Regions from separate parts of the Rattus norvegicus genome. Here region 2 is linked to region 1. A link is a contact called in public Hi-C data. All regions are on one chromosome and are shown on one strand. The core of a region is the stretch at or near the end of the contact, and the rest is flanking DNA. Distances in the headings are between cores, read along the strand shown.

Region 1 (4,782 bases), core at 144-2,643:
TCAACTATGTGCCAGGGTTGGTGACAGGCATGGGGGATGAGGAGGGAGATGGTGTCCCAACTGCCAGATCTCACTGCTCCTCGAGGACACAGACCAGGAAATGAATCGGGAAGGTGGGGTTGGCCATACTGCTGGAAGTCCCCACAAGAACCTGCCAAGAGACATCTTAGGATAGATGGACCTGTCTTGGTTTATTCAGAATCGTAGTATTTTAGTATTTTTCCAGCTGTAGAAGCTACATAAAAAGAATCACTATGTAGCTCATGGCAATCCTCCTGCCTTGGGTTCCCAAGCACTGGGGATTTTTTTTTAATTACATGTATTTATTTGTCTCTGTGTATGCTGGACAAACAGGCGTGCGTTCTCTACTTTGTTATAGGGGTGCAGCTACGGGTGCAGGTCAGAAGGGGACAACTTGTAGGAGCTGGTTCTCTCCTCCTACCCTGTGGGTCTCTTGGTCAGATTCAGGTGGTCAAGCTTCATGGTAACTGCCATTTTAGGCTGAGCCATCTGGTCAACCAGCACTGGGATTATTACAGGCATGGGCCATGTCCAACTAGAAGTGGTGCTAATCCATTTTCTGCAACACACACATACACACACACACACACACACACACACACACACACACGTTAAAAGAATTACTTTCTTATAGACATCTTTTTCCCCCTTTGGTCATGGTTTCTGTCCTCTTGGAAAGTGCAGGAACATGGTTGTGGTCCAGGGCCACACTCTGAGAGGAGCTACCTCTTTGCTCCACACTAAGGCCAGAAACACCTCATGACATTGAGGGGGAAGAATGGGGGAAGGGAGAAAATGATGGACGAGGTTATAGTGTGCTCTGAACTAGCCAGGATCCTCCTGGGCATCTGAATTGTTTTACAGGAGGACAGTGCCCTGATCCAAGGTCTAGAGACAGTCACATGCCGATCCTAGAACCAGGGATGCTTGCGAGGTGCAGGCATCTCAGGGCCAAATCCCTTACCAGCATCCCACAGTGGACTCTCCCAAGCCCCTGCCTTGTCTGGACGCTTCCTTGGTCCTTCTGAGCTAGGTCCTCTCTGAGTCCTGCTCAGCTAACTTGAGGGCACCCACTGCTGGGCAGCAAAGTCTCCTTGTCCATCCACCAATGTCACTGGGGAACTTTGTCCTGCTTCTCAGCAGAGCATGTCCTGACCCCATCCCACAATATCCTGGGTGACTGCATGAAAACCCCAGAGCTCCCCAGCACTGGAGGAGGTTTGCCTTATTTAGACATGGTGCCCTGGAGGAAGGAGAAAGGGAAGGAGGGGGAGGGGATGACAAGTAGATAGGCACGACGGAGAAGGAAGGAGGCTGGAGGATTCTGGGAACCAAGGGTCATGATGACATCATCACAGGAGGGTTTTGCTGGGGTCAGTGGGTGGGGGCGGGGTCCAGTGGCTGGGGCCCGTGGTGACTCATTTATAGGAATGGGCTTTGTGTCTGCAGCAGTCATTTATTTAGTAAGCCATTAATTGTTTCAACACTCGTTTATTGAGTTGTTATTATGCTTCAGGCCCAGGACCAGGCTTCAGAAGACAGATCACTGCCAGGGCCAGGAGGAAGCTCACGGCCCAAAGGGGAAAGATGAGGCCACTGCTATGTGTGGGTGTGTACAGGATTCGGAAGGACCTGAGACAGGCATTCTAGTGTGTGGCAGACAGAGGCAACAGGAGGTAGTGGCCAAGAAAGACTCCAGCGGGAGGGAAGGTAGGGAACGGGGGAGGCCTAGGGTATAAATATAGGTGGAGGGGGAGAGGGAGGAGGACGGAAGGAGAGGTGAGCAGGAGGAGGAAGAGGAAGAGTACATACTGGAAGGCTGGAAGGAGGGCTCAGGAGGCGTAGGGAACTGACAGGCACCTGAGACATGGTGACAATGTGACAGGGGCTCCTGCTGCCAAGCTGCTGGCCTGAGTTTGATCCCTAGGAAAGAGAGTCCACCCCGATAAGTGGAAAGGGTAAGCCTTAATGGAGGGCAGAGTTTGCCAGACCCCACAGTCAACAGCAGTGGAGTCAGAGCGACTGTAGCTTGTGGCCACCTGGAAACCCCCTCCTGCCACACCTGAGGATCCCCTGCTTGATGTCTGCACCCAGCTCCTGAGCTGTCATTGCTAGTACCATGGTCCTTAATAGCAGGCAAGTCCAAGTCACTCATTCCTGGCCAGCGTCAGTTCTCAAGAGAGTCATCTGACTCCAGGGCTCCTGGCTCCCAAATGGAAGCCTGCCTGCTTCTGTGTAGAGCCTGCCATCTTTGTCAGTCTTCCACATATCTGGGGAGATCACTGGGCTTCCCTTCTAACAGTCAGACCACAGGAGGCCATAGACTCCAGGAGGGACTTTCAGCCTTGAGATTCTTTTCTTCGAACAGGAGACCAGGCGTGAACCTTCCCACAGGCCCTGGGTGTTATGGTGGCTTCTGCAGGGGCTTCCCCAGACCCTGTTCCTCCAGAAGCACGAAGCCACCCCCCACCTGGCCTGGGTCACCATCACTGCCCATTTCTTCCAGTCACTGAAGTCCCAAACATATTTGTGCTTTCCCTGCTGTCATTAATTCGAGTCTATTTCAAGGGAAACGAGGTAGTCTGCCTGCTTCTGATTCATGCCCATTGAGCTCATCAAAACCAGAACAATTTGGTAATAGCTGTTGGGTTTACTGGACGCCCTCTGGGATCTGTGAAGAAAAAAAAAATCTCTGTTCCTCGGAAACAGGAAGTTTCAACAGAAGGAAGGACAGTTGCAAAAATCAACATTTGAATTGTCTCTGCCTGTTGGAGAGGCGTGTTCAGTGTTCCAATCTGCTAGCCGGCAGACAATCCACACCTATGTGTGTAGGGACTGGGAGCAAGGGGATTTTAAAAGAAGAGCTTCTGTTTGGGGAGAGTTGCAGTATTTCCCAGAATGCCATCCTGAGTGCAGAGGGGAGGGGCTGGGGGTTGGGGGGTTGGGGACTGGGGGCTGGGGACTGGGGACCTGGGAAACTGGTTGCAAATTCACACAACAGAAATTTACTTTATTGAAATTCTGGAGGCTGGCTGACTTTCCCTTTGTCTTCCCCTGGTTGTTCCCCTGTGTCTAAACCACAAGCTATATGCGATAGCTCACTCCTGTAATCACAGCACTGGGGAGGCAAAAGTCAAACACCGAACGTCTGAGCCAGCCTGGGCTACATATAGCAAGCTCCAGGTTAGTCTGGGTTACACAGTGAGAGTTCATTTCAAAAAAAAAACCAACAATACAATAAAAGCGTATTGGTCACATTGGAGTAGGGCTTATGACCTCATGGTAATTATCTCTTTGAAGGTCTTTTCTCAGCTAGGCACAGGCCTGTGATCCCAGCACTCAGGTTGATAGATGTTTAGGGCCTTCTTCAGTTATACATTGAGCTTGAGTCTAGCCTGGGCTACATGAGACCCTGTCTCAAAAAAAATAAGTAAATAAATAAACCATAAATACAAAAATAAATGCCCTTTCTCTAAATATTGTCACATTTAGAGGCCCTGGGGGCTTTGGTCTCAATATGTAAATCTGGAGGAATGGAATAGCAACCCCCGGCCATGTCTTTCTCTTTGGTTAGTGTCTGCAGTTAGAGTCCTGAATGAGGTCATCACAGGGCTTTGTATAGAAGAGCGGCTGCCAGGCCACCAGGCCACCAAGCCACCAGTTCTGGTTCACACCTTGCTCCTTCACGTAAGTATCGAGGTGATAGAACCCCAGTGCCCTCAGAAACATGAGAAACATATTCTCTGTATCACAGGCAGCGTAAGTGAGGACCCAGAAAGTTCTTCAGTGTAAGAGGCAGGGTCAAGCCCAGAACACGCAGAGTGCTCACGAGATTCAAGTTCTCTTCCTAAGCATGTTTTCCTCCTGGAGATTCTTCCCACAGGAAACTAAGGACATTTCCCAGGACCTCTCTAGGGAGGAATCAGGTACGAAATCTAAGAAGTAAAGACTAAGATACCAGGTCCCCTGACAGCCCACAGCTGAACACCGATGGCTGGCCCTTAGTTCCTCAAACCTGGGGGCACTAAGACACTAGGGTACCTTGCAGACTGTGGAATTACTAACCCTCATCTGACTCAAGATCTTCGGGATCAGTACTGTGTCCAAAGGGCTCTAAGCTAGATGTGGTGGTGGTTGCTTATAACCTCAGAGTATTGGATTAGAAGCAACAGATTTAAAAGTTCAAGGACAGCCTTGGATGTTACAGGAGATCCTGTCTCGAAACCCAGAGGACCATGGATGGGGGTGAGGTGGGAGTTGGGGGTGGAAGGGAGGTGGAGATGACTCTGTTTCAAAGGCATCCAGGTCTGTCCTAAACTTGAAGTCCATCTACGATCACTCACTCTTGGGATTTCAAAGTCTGACAGAAGAAACAGGGTCGGTCCAGGCTGAGGCCAATTTGGAATCGTGTCAGAGGAAATCTTCCCATCCCACAGCAAGGCTGGACTGGGACGCAGGGCTCTGCATTCTAACCCCAGCCTTATACTTCCTGCTGATGAAACACCAGGAAACCTATAGGCCAAAGTGGAAATATTGTGCTTGATAGCATGAGGTATCTTGTTACTAAGTCCAAACAGAGTCCCACTGGCCCCTCTTCTGGCTAACACACTTCCCTGATTACCTGGGGGGCAATGTAAGGCGATAAGTCCCAGCAGCTTTGCATTCTGCTGCCCCTACATTGCCAGCACTCGATGCGTGCCCGCCCACTTCAGAACAGAGTCAGAGTGCATCTTTTCTTAAGAAGGGGAGCATTTCCTGTTT
Region 2 (4,877 bases), core at 1,095-3,594, 60 kb after region 1:
TCACAATGATTGGTCTACAGTGCTACCATAAAGGAGGAAGGCCCAGTCACTAACTGCCAGGAAATCTTCCCGGTCCCCGAGAAGGCGGCTGGGAGCAGAGTTGATTTCAGACTTAATCTGGCATGTAATAAAGTTACCTTGAACCCAGATCAGGGTGCGTCGTAGCTCGGAGTTGGGAAGTAAGAAAAGCAGACGCCTATCATTGGGACCACAGAACTGTTTTTGCAGAAAGTCAGAGCAGGGAAGAGAAAGCCCTCCTCCCCTTCCCCATCTCCCACCCACTACATGGGCAAGGAGCAGAGAGGCCAGGCTGAGAGTTGGCTGAAGTGGCCAATGCCTCTGGTTTGAAAGACTTTTTGCTCCTGCCGCTGAGCAGAATGGGCAGCCGGACCTGAGAATCCCATGCACTGGTTGTTGCTAATTGCAAAATCCTCATGTGTTACAGCATGCTAGGAATTAGCCAACAGCTGCTTTTTGCTTGGGTAATGAGGCCCCATTACACACGGCTGGACGGAGCTCTCTTCCTTCATCCGAGCATCGGTTTCCTGTCTGATTTGCTTCCAAAACAGGGAATTGCCTCTGCTTACATCCTGGGCTCAAAGCCCTAGTGACACAGATTATTCAGTAGGGGCACTGATGTCCGGTCTGACTTCATCCAGGCCAGGAGATTGTACTATGTCAGTCAGTGCTCACTGCCTTGGTCTCATTAGTGGAAGAAACAGAAGAAATTCCAGGCTCCTACGATGATTGGGAAGGAGAGGTACCTGGGGTAGGGTTATTGGATTGGAAAGTAGGGGAACAACAGGTATAAATGACTCTAAATCCATTGGTGAATGATGTTTGGATTCAGCCCAAAACACCAACTGCACAGGGACACAAATATAAGCAACTACTTTTGAGATGTGATTTTGTGCTCAGTGGTAAGGGTTCATTGACTGCACCCTCAACGCTTAGACCAGGCTATCCACAGGGGGTGCTTAATAGGTATGGGGGAGGGCGGGTAGAGAGAACACACAGAAAAGCCATTTGTAAGGACTCTTCAGACATGGGACATTACTTTGAGAGATGCCTTTCTCATCAGATTACAAAGAAACCCATATTTCTATATTTCTCAGCTCAGTTCACCCCTCCCTGGAAGACCCCTGACCTCTAAAGGTCAAAGTCAAGGCCATAGCCATTGGCTTATGGAGTAACTCATGCTGCAGCCAGCTTGTCTAGGAACTCCCAATGCTGGCTGAGGTGGGCTTCAGGTGGCAGGGAACCTTGTGTGTGCATGCAATTCCCTCGCAAGTTCTTGTATGCGGTTCCTGCTACACAAGTCAGATACCCCACGGCCCCCCACCGCCCCACCAGTACCTACAGAGACATAGATTACAGGCAAGATCCCTCAGTGCAAACCAGTCTGGCTGCTTTAGAAAAAGAGTTGTTTTTCTACTTCTAAAACCACTCAGGAGCCCAAGTGATGTCTCTCTCTCCCACTTCTCTCTGACAGCTTCTTTGCCCCAGTACCCCCAAGCCCCTCAAGGATCTGCTCCGGGGGAAATACAGGCTCCTGCCCAACCCTTACCGGAAGCTGGAGGGGGGGTATCACAGAAGGTGTCAAGAGCCAATCAAAGCCAGCTTCTTCCTTACTGACCTTCGCACCTAATTCCCAGAGGCAACCCTCGTCCTCACTCCCAATCACTTGAAGGAGCCCAGCCTTGTTTCTGAGCCCCCAAGCCTTTTCAGAAAACAGCTAAGATCGAAGAATAACAGAAGAAAGAAGGGTTAAAAAGCCTTCCCCCGCAGGGTCCTTTCGGTTGGGAGGGGCTTAGAGGGTGCAAAGATTTTCTTGCCTATCCACTACCTAGAAAGAGGAAGGTGAAAAGGAAGGCAGAGCGGCTCGGAAGGAGGCAACAGGCTTCCCGGAGGGGACCTGCAGTATCATGAGCTTTTCTGGAAAATTAAGTAAGAAAAGGGGGAGAGGGTGTCGTTGGCTCTCCAAGCCCACTCTCCGCTTGTTTAAAAAAAGTGGAGGGGAGGGGCGGAACAGAACAAAACCCCACAACTTACAGCGGTGACCCCTAAGTATTTTTCTAGCTTAGCGAGGAAAGGGAAAAGACGGAGGTTGGGGGTGGAGGCACTGGGAGCGAGAAGAGGGAGTCTGCCCGCGCCGCCAGGTGCACCCCGGCCCGCACGTACCTGCTGGCCGCCGCCACCGCTGGAGTAGGACTCGGCGTGCGCAGGAGAGCCACTGCTGCCCCGGGACGAGGTGTCAAAGTTCCCGGGATAATCCTGGTACATGATCCGCGGTGGGGGCCGGAGAGGAAACAGGGTGGTTTTCTTCCCCGCCCTCGCCGCGGCCGCGCACAGTTTGCTGCGCGCTCGCTGGTCCACCGGCCCGGCCGCGGACTGGGCTTTTCGCTCCCGGGCTGTCCACCCAACCCAGGCAGACAGGAGGCAGCGACACTCGGGAAATGACCCCCCGATCGCCGCGCACCGCACTTCGTTTCTGCTCTGCAAGCTCCGCGGAACCGGTTGTCCACCGGGTCCCTCCCTCTAAAAAGTCGGCGCGTCCCTCGGTCCCTCCCCTGCGCGCGCCCTTCCGCCCCCGCGCGCAGCCCGAGCTCTGCCCGGACCTACGGGTTGGAGAAAAATGGGCAACGCAAAAAAGACTAGGAGCTCTGCGGGTGTCGCTTGGCAGCTCTGGGGGACTCCCTCTCCGATCTCCCAGGGCGCCAAAAGGGCGAAAAAGAAAAGCTGCCGGTTGGGAGAAACTTCTGTTTCCTCCTTTTAGAAAAGGAGCCCAAGAATAAACTTCCTGTGGCCAACTCGCCGCCTGAGTTTCCCGGCGACTCGGACACTTGACTTAGGACAAGGCGATGAGCGCCGGTCCAGCGGCCCCGATCGCGCCGGTGGGACAGCGCCCGTGGGGTTCCAGGCTGAGCGGTGCTGAGAGGGACGTGGCTCCGCGTCGCAGTGACCTGCACCCGGTGCCTGCTCTGGGACCGGCCAGTCTCACGCGTCTCGCCTCGCTTCGCCCTCCCCTCTCTCTCCCCCTCTTTCTTGCGCGCTCTCTCTCTCTGTCCCTGCCGAGCGCCGCTCGCTGTCTCTCTCCGAGCCCCTGCGCTCTGCCCGAGATGAGTCACTACAATGGCACGAGTTCAACTCCACACTCTTTATTCTCCAGCCCCGCACCATGTGGATCCACTCACGTCAACTGTAGACTCCACCTTGCTGGGAGGAGCGCTCGAGGCGGCGGGGGAGGAGGCCCGGGACAAGGAGGAGGAGGAAGAGGAGCGGGAGGGGAGGAGGCGGGCGCGGCGCTCCCCTCCCGGCCCTGCTCGCGGTCGCGCTGACGCCAGCCGCACACCCCGCGCAAGGAAGGCGGGCGGCGGGGAGGGTGGGAGCGGGCGGCCCCCGCACTACGGGGGCGCCGAAGCCGCCCGCGTTCTTGCAGATCTCCTCCACCCCCCTGGGGCGCAGCGCCCTTGGTCTGTTCCATTGGCGCACGTTGCCAAAGATGGTCATTTGCGTTAGAGGACGCGAGTGCGGGTTTCCTCGCATTCGGGTGACGTGGAGGGAGAGGGATTCCCTCGCCTGCTCCTGAGTGCGCTCTGGCCTCCCTACCTCCCCCCCCAACCTCCACCCCAAAAGGAAGGGGCGCGGGGCGGGGCCCCGAAAGCGGCCGCGCGGGCCTGGGCTCTGGGTTTTAGAAAAAAAAAAAAAAAATCGCAGCCTGAAGACCAGACGGGCGGCTCAGTGCGGCGCCACCGCGAGGCCGAGAGCCCAGCGCGCAGAGCCGCTCGCGGGGAGGGCGCGGCCGTGCGCAGTCGTCCGCACCCTCAGCGGCGCCGCCCGGTGCAGCGGGCGTCCTGGACGCACCGGGCACCCGCGCCACCCTGCGGCCGGGTCTTGGCGGGGTGCGGCACGGCGCCGCCAGGCGGGGCAGGCCTGCCCATTTTTCACTCAGAGCCTGCCTGCCCACTGCTTCCCCTTTGAGTGTGTGTGTGTGTGTGTGTGTGTGTGTGTGTGTACTTTTTTCTTTTCTGTTTATTTATTTATTTTTGTTTTGGCCTTCCAATTAATTTGCTAAAAGTAATATTGAAGACGAAATTAGCTAGCGAGACACTCTGGGAGTCCTCTGTGCTAGATAATTAGGACGCATCTAATAGTAGTAAGCAGGCCTTAAAAGCAAATCGGGTTAAAAAAAAAACTGGGGGCCGAGAGGTGTGCCCCAAGTTGCCTTGAGCTGTTTTGGAGCAAAGTTCAGGGCGCGCGTGGCCGGACTCCAGGCTCTTCCCGCCTTGCTGGGTGGGGTGGCACTCAGGGTAAAGAGCGCAGGCCTTGGAGTATGAACGCCTGGCTATGCTATTTACGAGCTGTGAGATCTTGGGCGAGTCTAGAGTCTCAGTTTCCTCCTCTTTATAATGAAAGGTTTGGGGCAAGACGACCTTCTAAAGCTTTGTCTGCTCCGGATAGCCAATCATCCCCAGAGAAGGTACAATGTGTACAGCTAAGTGCTGTACCAGGAGTTGAAGAACTCTTTTCTTTTGGGGTAGGGTCTCAGGATTGCACAGGGTGTCCTAAAACTCGCTCTATAGCAAAGATAAGCCTCCACCTCCCGAGCGCCGGGATTACAAGCGTGAAACAACGCTGTTCAGCTATCCTTAAGCAGTGCATCTGAATCCTTAAACTTTTGAGGAGTGAATAGGAAGATGGGTTGTTAGGATTCTGCTGAGGATGTTAAAGCGCTATGCATCTTCCACATCACATCTCAGGTCCTCAGTTTCCTTATCTGTGAAGTGGGGGCGTTACTAGGAAAGAAAAATAAAAGCCGGGAACTCGAAGCTTTCCCGGGGCTCTATATAAAGCGCCGGCGTTTCCGGGACGGCTGG

The links. Hi-C and Micro-C count contacts between places; a contact is called where the count stands out from the background.
Region 2: a Hi-C map of Schwann cells shows a contact between it and region 1, with 6 times the contacts expected there. The contact joins the promoter of Fosl2 here to the enhancer-like site in region 1. A contact is called at or near these places in 10 of 12 Hi-C or Micro-C datasets (the A7r5 cell line, the Rat2 cell line, Schwann cells and 5 more).

The regions. Positions count from the first base shown.
Region 1 is chr6:29,977,863-29,982,644 of GRCr8, forward strand. It overlaps the pseudogene Pym1-ps2. Among named protein-coding and RNA genes, the nearest start is that of Plb1, 50 kb to the left of the region's middle. Within about 2 kb of position 1,394, at least 8 of the 93 cell types and tissues checked have an H3K27ac peak or open chromatin away from gene starts, as enhancers often do. A contact at or near this core is called in the A7r5 cell line and Schwann cells, where this site is marked.
Region 2 is chr6:30,036,925-30,041,801 of GRCr8, forward strand. Fosl2 (FOS like 2, AP-1 transcription factor subunit) reads right to left here and starts at 2,345. Exons shown (of 4, transcript NM_012954.2): 1 at 2,182-2,345. The coding sequence starts at 2,283.